Regions from separate parts of the Capra hircus genome. Here region 1 is linked to region 2. A link is a contact called in public Hi-C data. All regions are on one chromosome and are shown on one strand. Each heading gives the region's core, a stretch centred on a gene start, on an enhancer-like site or on the middle of the called end of the contact. The rest is flanking DNA. Distances are from core to core; before and after follow the strand shown.

Region 1 (3,440 bases), core at 452-2,951, 74 kb before region 2:
ACCTTTTACCTCCCTATATCCCCATCTCCACATACACGTATGTATGCGTTTCCATCGCCTCAGACATTCCCAGCCATCTTTTCTCGGTTACTTCTCCCTCTCTGCCGCACGTTTGTTTTTTTGGCTGCGCTGCGTCTTCGTTGCTACGCGCCGACTTGGTCAAGCGGCAGCGGGCAGGACCCACTCCTTGTTCTGGTGCCAGGGCTTGTCGTTGCGGTGGCTGCTCTAGTTTCGGAGCCCAGGGCTTCCGTAGTTGGGGCCTGTGGGCTCAGCAGCTGAGGCTCATGGACTCTAGAGCCCCACTTAGTAGTTTGGGCGCGTGGGCTTAGTTGCCCCGTGGCATGAGGAATCTTCCTGGGTCAGGGATTGAAGCCATGTCCCCCGGCATTGGCAGGCGGGTTCTTAATCACCGGACTGCCAGGGAACTTCTCTCTTTGTTTTTATGTGTTTGTTTGAGTGCACTTGTATTAGCCCCAAGATTTAAAACTCTGTGCGTTTGAGACTCCCTGGCAGTCCAGCTGTTAAGACTCCATGCTTCCACTGCAGGCGGGGGCGCGGGTTTGATCCCGGGCGGGGCACTAGGATCCCACCAGTAGGCGGCACTGCATGGCCAAGAAAGATCCGTGAGTTCAAACTCACGTCGTGTTCATCTTTGCCTCTGCCTCCGAGTCCCTAGCATAGGCCCTTGTTACTCTCAGGGAGTTTTCATTTCTTTTTCTGAGATCATAGAACCTACTTCATAGGGGTTCTGTGGCTACTAAACCAAAAATACACTATTTAAATTTTGATGTGGCATCTCAATTTTGATACAGCCAGTATTCAATAAATGTTAGCCATGATTATTGTTATTATCACTTGAAGGAATAAATGATGGAGCAAGTCCTACCTACTCTACCTTCAAAATGTCCTTTTGAATTCCACTTCGTCTCCCTACTGCCACTATTATTGCCCTGCTCCCAGGGGTGACCATTCTTGATCCCATCTCTACAGTCTAATGGGCCCCAACCCTTCCAGTTTTGCAGAAGACAATTTTCCCACAGGCTGAGGAAGAGGAATGGTTTGGGGATGGTTCAAGCACATTACCTTTATTGTGCAGTTTATTTCTGTATATGTGTTCTGAAAACCAGGGGGCCACTCTGTCACCAACACATATATCCAGACTTAGGGGGACAGTCCTCTTTTTCCATGAAATGAAAATTTAGCAGAAGATACACCTAGGTACATTTTTCCACAGTCCAAGGTTAATTCTCCAGGGCTGACTGCAGGCAGAGCAGAGGGAACCAAGGTCAGGGGACTTGCTTGGCTACCCAGACCTGAGAAAGCACCCTCTGAGGAAATGCCCCAGACACAAAGCCCCAGACCTATCCTGACCCTGCCCTCACCAGCTTCAGGACATCCAACTGCAGGAACCCTGAGGTCCCAGCACAAGAGTGGGGAAAGCTTTGGATTCAGGACTTCTGAATTCCAGGTCATCCGGGCAAGCTACCTCCCCTCTCAGGGCCTCAGTTTGTAACTATGCCATAGGTTGTTGACTTGAAAATATCTTTCAAGTGCCCTCCAATCGTCACAGTCTATAATTAAATGAGCTTCAGGTGTGGAATCCTCTGGACTAGGCTGTTTGAAGGGCGGGGCTGCAGGGGAGAGAAACCCAACATGGAGGCAATAGAACGAAACTGAGTGGTAGGCGCTCAGCATGGCCATCAGGTGGAGCCATTGCCACACCAAGATGCTCAAATCAAAGGCGGGGGAAGTTCTGATTCCTCTAGACAGCAATGGGCCCCTCACGGCAAGCTGTCCAGCAACAAGAAGAACCAGTTGCCACCCCACGCTGTCCCCTAAACACACACGCACGCACGCACGCACGCACATGCACACGCACACACACGGCTTGCTCCCAAAGCCTACACATTCTGACAAACTCAGGGCAATGTACTGTTACAGGTTGCTGAGCCTGAGGCTGACAGCATGTTGAAAAGCAGAGACATTACTTTGCCAACAAAATCCGTCTCGTCAAAGCTATGGTTTTCCCAGTGGTCATGTATGGATGTGAGAGCTGGACTATAAAGAAAGCTGAGCACCAAAGAATTGATGCTTTTGAACTGTGGTGTTGGAGAAGACTCTTGAGAGTCCCTTGGACTGCAAGGAGATCCAATCAGTCCATCCTAAAGGAGATCAGTCCTGAATATTCATTGGAAGGATGTTGAAGCTGAAACTCCAATACTTTGACCACCTGATGTGAAGAACTGACTCATTTGAAAAGACCCTGATGCTGGGAAAGATTGAAGGCAGGAGAAGGGAACGACAGAGGATGAGATGGTTGGATGGCATCACTGACTCAATGGACATGAGTTTGAAATAACTCCGGGAATTGGTGATGGACAGGGAGGCCTGGCGTGTTGCAGTCCGTGGGGTTGCAAAGAGTCGGACACGACTGAGCGACTGAGCTGAACTGAGCCTGAGGCTGAAGGAGTTTTAAAGACCCAGCTGCCTTTTCTCCTCCTGGTTTCCCGGGAATCTGTACCCTGTACCACCGGCCTTACCTGGCCAGACTCTCCTCCAGTCACTCTCAGGGCAGGATGTGTGACCAGATAGAGGCCAGCCTGACTTTTTTTTTAATTTTAACATCTTCCCTTTCTCCAACCCCCAGCTGTCACCTTCTAAGGAAACCTCAAGACTTCCTCCCTTTGCCTCCCCAAGTCTTGGGGAGGAACCTCTGGTTAGAGCAGTGGGAGAAAAGCAAGGGGGAAGTGGGGCGGGGGGCGGGGTGTGCTGCTGAGGGGAAAGGTCTGGCCTGGGCCAGATAAGCCTGGAAGGATCCTTTGTTTGGCCCCAACTACCTCTGCCATTGTTGACACACTTGGGAGCCTTTCCCGAAGGTCCTGAATGTCTGACAGCTCCCCTTCCCCCACTTCCTATGGGCTTGGGTGGAGTGGGGGTGTCTGGGCTCTGGGGGTGGGGGTGTCTGGGCTCTGGGTGAGGGTGTCTGGGCTCTGGGTGAGGGTGTCTGGGCTCTGGGGGTGGGGGTGTCTGGGCTCTGTGGGTGGGGGTGTCTGGGCTCTGGGGGTGGGGGTTCGCTTACAGACAGTTTTGCAGTTACGCTGCTTTCTTAATGCGGAGGTGGAAACCACCCCCTCCAGGGGCGGGCAGCCAGATCTCTTAGAAAGACGTTCCCACACTGTGTCTCACTGTTGTGCCCGGAGCTGGGGGCAGGGATGGGTGACAGCTGAGAGTTCACAGGCCCTGGTTCCTTCCCATGGCCTGGCATCTTTTGCATATGTACCTCTTCTCAGAAGGTGTTCACGAAGGGCATGGCTCCTAAGTCCTGGGCATTCTCTCTGCTTTTCTTTCTGCAACTAGGAGCATCAGCTTCCCTGAGAGCATCCCTGTCCCCCCAGAGAGGGGAGCAGTCAGTAGGCCCAGACGAAAGGTAGCATCCTGGT
Region 2 (3,284 bases), core at 548-3,047:
GGTGCTGCTCTGATTGAAGTGGGCACATGGAGTCCCTCAAACAGTCCGTCAGATTCTAGGAACACGTTTTGAAGTCTGTTTTGTGAGATCATTTCTCTGAGTGAAGTAACAAAAATAAGTTAGAAATTACCATTCAGAGCACTAGGGAAAACACCATGTTGAAAATTACTTCTTGGAAGCAAAAGCAAGGAACACAGTATTCTTTCAAGAACTGGCTCTTGTTCTGAGACTTGATTTCCCCAGTTTTGCCACATAACATGGGTGCTTCCATGCCATAAGCCTTTAGTTACAAGAGTAAAGGGTCAGTGTGCAATATGTTGAAAAGTACATAGGTTCAGAAACCAGATGGGAGGAGCTCTGCCCATTCATTCATTCATCCCGTATTTATAGAGTGCCTATCAAAGGCTTCCCTGATGGCTCAGGTGGTAAAACGTCTGCCTGCAATGCAGGAGACCTGGGTTCGATCCCTGGGTTGGGAAGATCTCCTGGAGAAGGATATGGCAACCCACTCCAGTACTCTTGCCTGGAAAATCCCATCCATGGATGGAGAAGCCTGGTAGGCTACAGTCCATGGGGTCGAAAAGAGTCGGAGAGGACTGAGTGACTTCACTGTATCACGGCCCCAGGCACAGTCTCAGGGTGGAAGGGGACTCCAGGTAAAGAAGCAGGGAAGTGTGGCACCGGCTATCTGGCCCCGCTGTTGGACAGGGCTCTGCGCGTGAGGCACAGGGGAAGGCCTGGAGAGCTTTCCAGAGGAAATGGCGTGTGAGCCTGGAGCTAGAAGACAAGGAGGAGTTGCCCGCAGAGACTAGGGCTGCGGGAGGCTGGGCTCACTGGACCTGGCCAAGCCCAGAGATGAAGAGAGGCGAAGGGAGCGGCTCTGCTGCCGAGTAAGCAGGGGCTGATGATGCCCCAGGGCCTTGAGGCCCTTTGAAGGAGCTCGAACCTTCTCCCAAGAGCTAGGGGAACCATTACAGGGTCCCAAGAACTGACTCACTGGAAAAGACCCTGATGCTGGGAAAGACTGAAGGCGAGAGAAGGGGACGGCAGAGGATGAGATGGTTGCATGCTATCACCGACGCGATGAACAAGAGTTTGAGCAAACTCCGGAGTTGGTGATGGACAGCGAGGCCTGGCGTGCTGCAGTCCATGGGATCGCAAACAGTCGGGCACGACTGAGTGACTGAACTGAAACTAAGGGCTCACACGGTAAGGTTTGCTCCTTGCCAGCAAACTCAGTGACCTTGGACAACGTGCTCTCCCAGTTCTCCCATCGGTGTCTGGCTGATTCCTGGCGTCGTTCCCCGCTCTGACCTTGGGACTCGGTGAGCAGTAAGTCCAACTGGCCCGTCGGCCCCTCCGTTCCTGCGGCTGTCTCTGTACCATGGACGCGCCAGTCGCCCTCGCCCCAGGCCTCCCCTGCCCGGTCGGTGCGACTTCTGAAAATCGAGGCGGCCTTGCTCGGCTTGGAGCTGACAGGCGGTCGGTGGACCCGAGGACGCAACGTCGCGAGGCCAGCCGGGCGGCCAAAGCCGTGGAAGAGAGCGGCTCCGGGATTTAAGGAGCAGCGGCTGCTTCCTAAATTCAGGAAGAATAATTCTTCCTAAAAGCCCCCCTCGCCACCGCAGGCCGCCGCCTCTGATCGCGCCCCTGGGGCCTCGGAACACGGCCGCCGGGTCTCCGCAGGGCGGACACCGGCCCTGCGTTCCCGCTCGCGGACCTCAGAGCCAGCCCTCCCGGGAGAGTGGCCCGGGGTAACCTCCACAGCCAAGGCCGCCGGAAGCGCGGCTCCCGGGCGCGGGGCCCGGGGCGGCCTCGGGTGTGCGCAGGCGCGGGCCGGGCGCGCCCGGGAGACGGGGCGCGAGCGGCCGGCGCTCCCGCGGCCCGCGGGCGCCCCCCAGTGGAAGCTGGGCACCAGGGCACCCCGCGTGCGTCCATATGCGGCCGGCGCTGGCCGGGAGCGGATGGCAGGCGAACCCCAGGCCGGGAGCCCAGCCAAGCGCTGTGTTTTTCCAGGTCCGCGCGGGGACCGGGAGACTGCGTGTTTGTTCGGTGGGAACAGTTTACTGGAAAACTAGGCGGAAGATACTCTGCAGATCAGCATGGACTGTATTGTTTGGGAGTCAACAGCCTGTAAAGTACATGTCAGGTGACCGCAGTGCTGGGAACCACCGCTCCCTCCTCCCTGACCTTGAGCGAGGCTCTGGGGGAGGACGAGGGAGGCAGCGGGGTGCGGTGGGGCGGGGTCAAGACTTAGAAGTGACTAGCCTGTTGTTGTTCAGTCGCTCAGTCGTGCCCGACTCTTTGCGACCCCGTGGACTGCAGCGCGCCAGGCCTCCCTGTCCTTCACTATCTCCTGGAGTTTGCTCAAACTCATGTCCATGGAGTCAGTGATGCTATTCAACGATCTCATCCTCTATCATCCCCTTATCCTCCTGCCTCTGTTTTTCCTAGCATCGGGGTCTTTTCCAATGAGTCAGTTCTTCGCATCAAATGGCCAAAGTATTGGAGCTTCAGTCTCAGCATCAGTCCTTCCAATGAATATTAAGGACTGATTTCCTTTAGGGTGGACTGGTTTGATCTCCTTGAAGTCCAAGGGGCTCTCAAGAGTCTTCTCCAACACCACAGTTCAAAAGCATCACTTCTTCAGCGCTCCGCCTTCTTTATGGTCTAACTCTCACATCCCTACATGACTACTGGAAAAACCCTGGCCAGCCCTTAAATTCCACCCCCTAGGTCTATGAACTGGGGCTGACGCTCCCCTTTGCCCACCCCACAAAGACATAATGCGTGTGGACTAAGAACAATTCCAGAGAGGCAAGCTTTCTGCAAGGTGGGAGTGAAGATGGAAGAGCTGCTGGGGACTTGTCCAGTCATAACGATGTCTGAAGGGCATCCCACAAGGGGGGCTTAGCTGTGGAGAGTGAACCCCCACAGGACAGTGATCGTTGTGTGCCCAAGTCCACTTAGGCAACCACGCTGTGCACAGTTAGCTCTCTTGGAGTTCGTCGTTGCCAGCTAGCTAGGCAGGCCAGGTCCTCCCTGAGCCTGAATTGTCCTTAATCTTCTATGATCCCTCCTTGTGCTTTTCTCCGGGAGTCAGTTTGCAGTGTGTTTTCTCTCCTTGGAAATTCCAAGATTAATTACAAAAAAGCGTTACTGGCCTCCGCCCATGCTCAGTTCCACCTGTGTTTCTAGGCTATGTGCTGGGAAACGGCTTCCTAAGGGCTTCCCTCCATTTTCATGTTCTTCCCACTGCTGAGTCTGTGCCTGGAGTTGGTGGG

Evidence for each region. A called contact is a pair of places that touch in the nucleus more often than the background predicts.
Region 1: a Hi-C map of blood shows a contact between it and region 2, with 2.1 times the contacts expected there. The contact joins two enhancer-like sites. A contact is called at or near these places in 3 of 5 Hi-C or Micro-C datasets (blood and liver).

What each region holds. Positions count from the first base shown.
Region 1 is chr16:74,094,287-74,097,726 of ARS1.2, reverse strand. No RefSeq gene overlaps it. Among named protein-coding and RNA genes, the nearest start is that of CD34, 25 kb to the right of the region's middle. Within about 2 kb of position 1,701, at least 3 of the 5 cell types and tissues checked have an H3K27ac peak or open chromatin away from gene starts, as enhancers often do.
Region 2 is chr16:74,020,429-74,023,712 of ARS1.2, reverse strand. No RefSeq gene overlaps it. Among named protein-coding and RNA genes, the nearest start is that of CD34, 49 kb to the left of the region's middle. Within about 2 kb of position 1,797, at least 4 of the 5 cell types and tissues checked have an H3K27ac peak or open chromatin away from gene starts, as enhancers often do.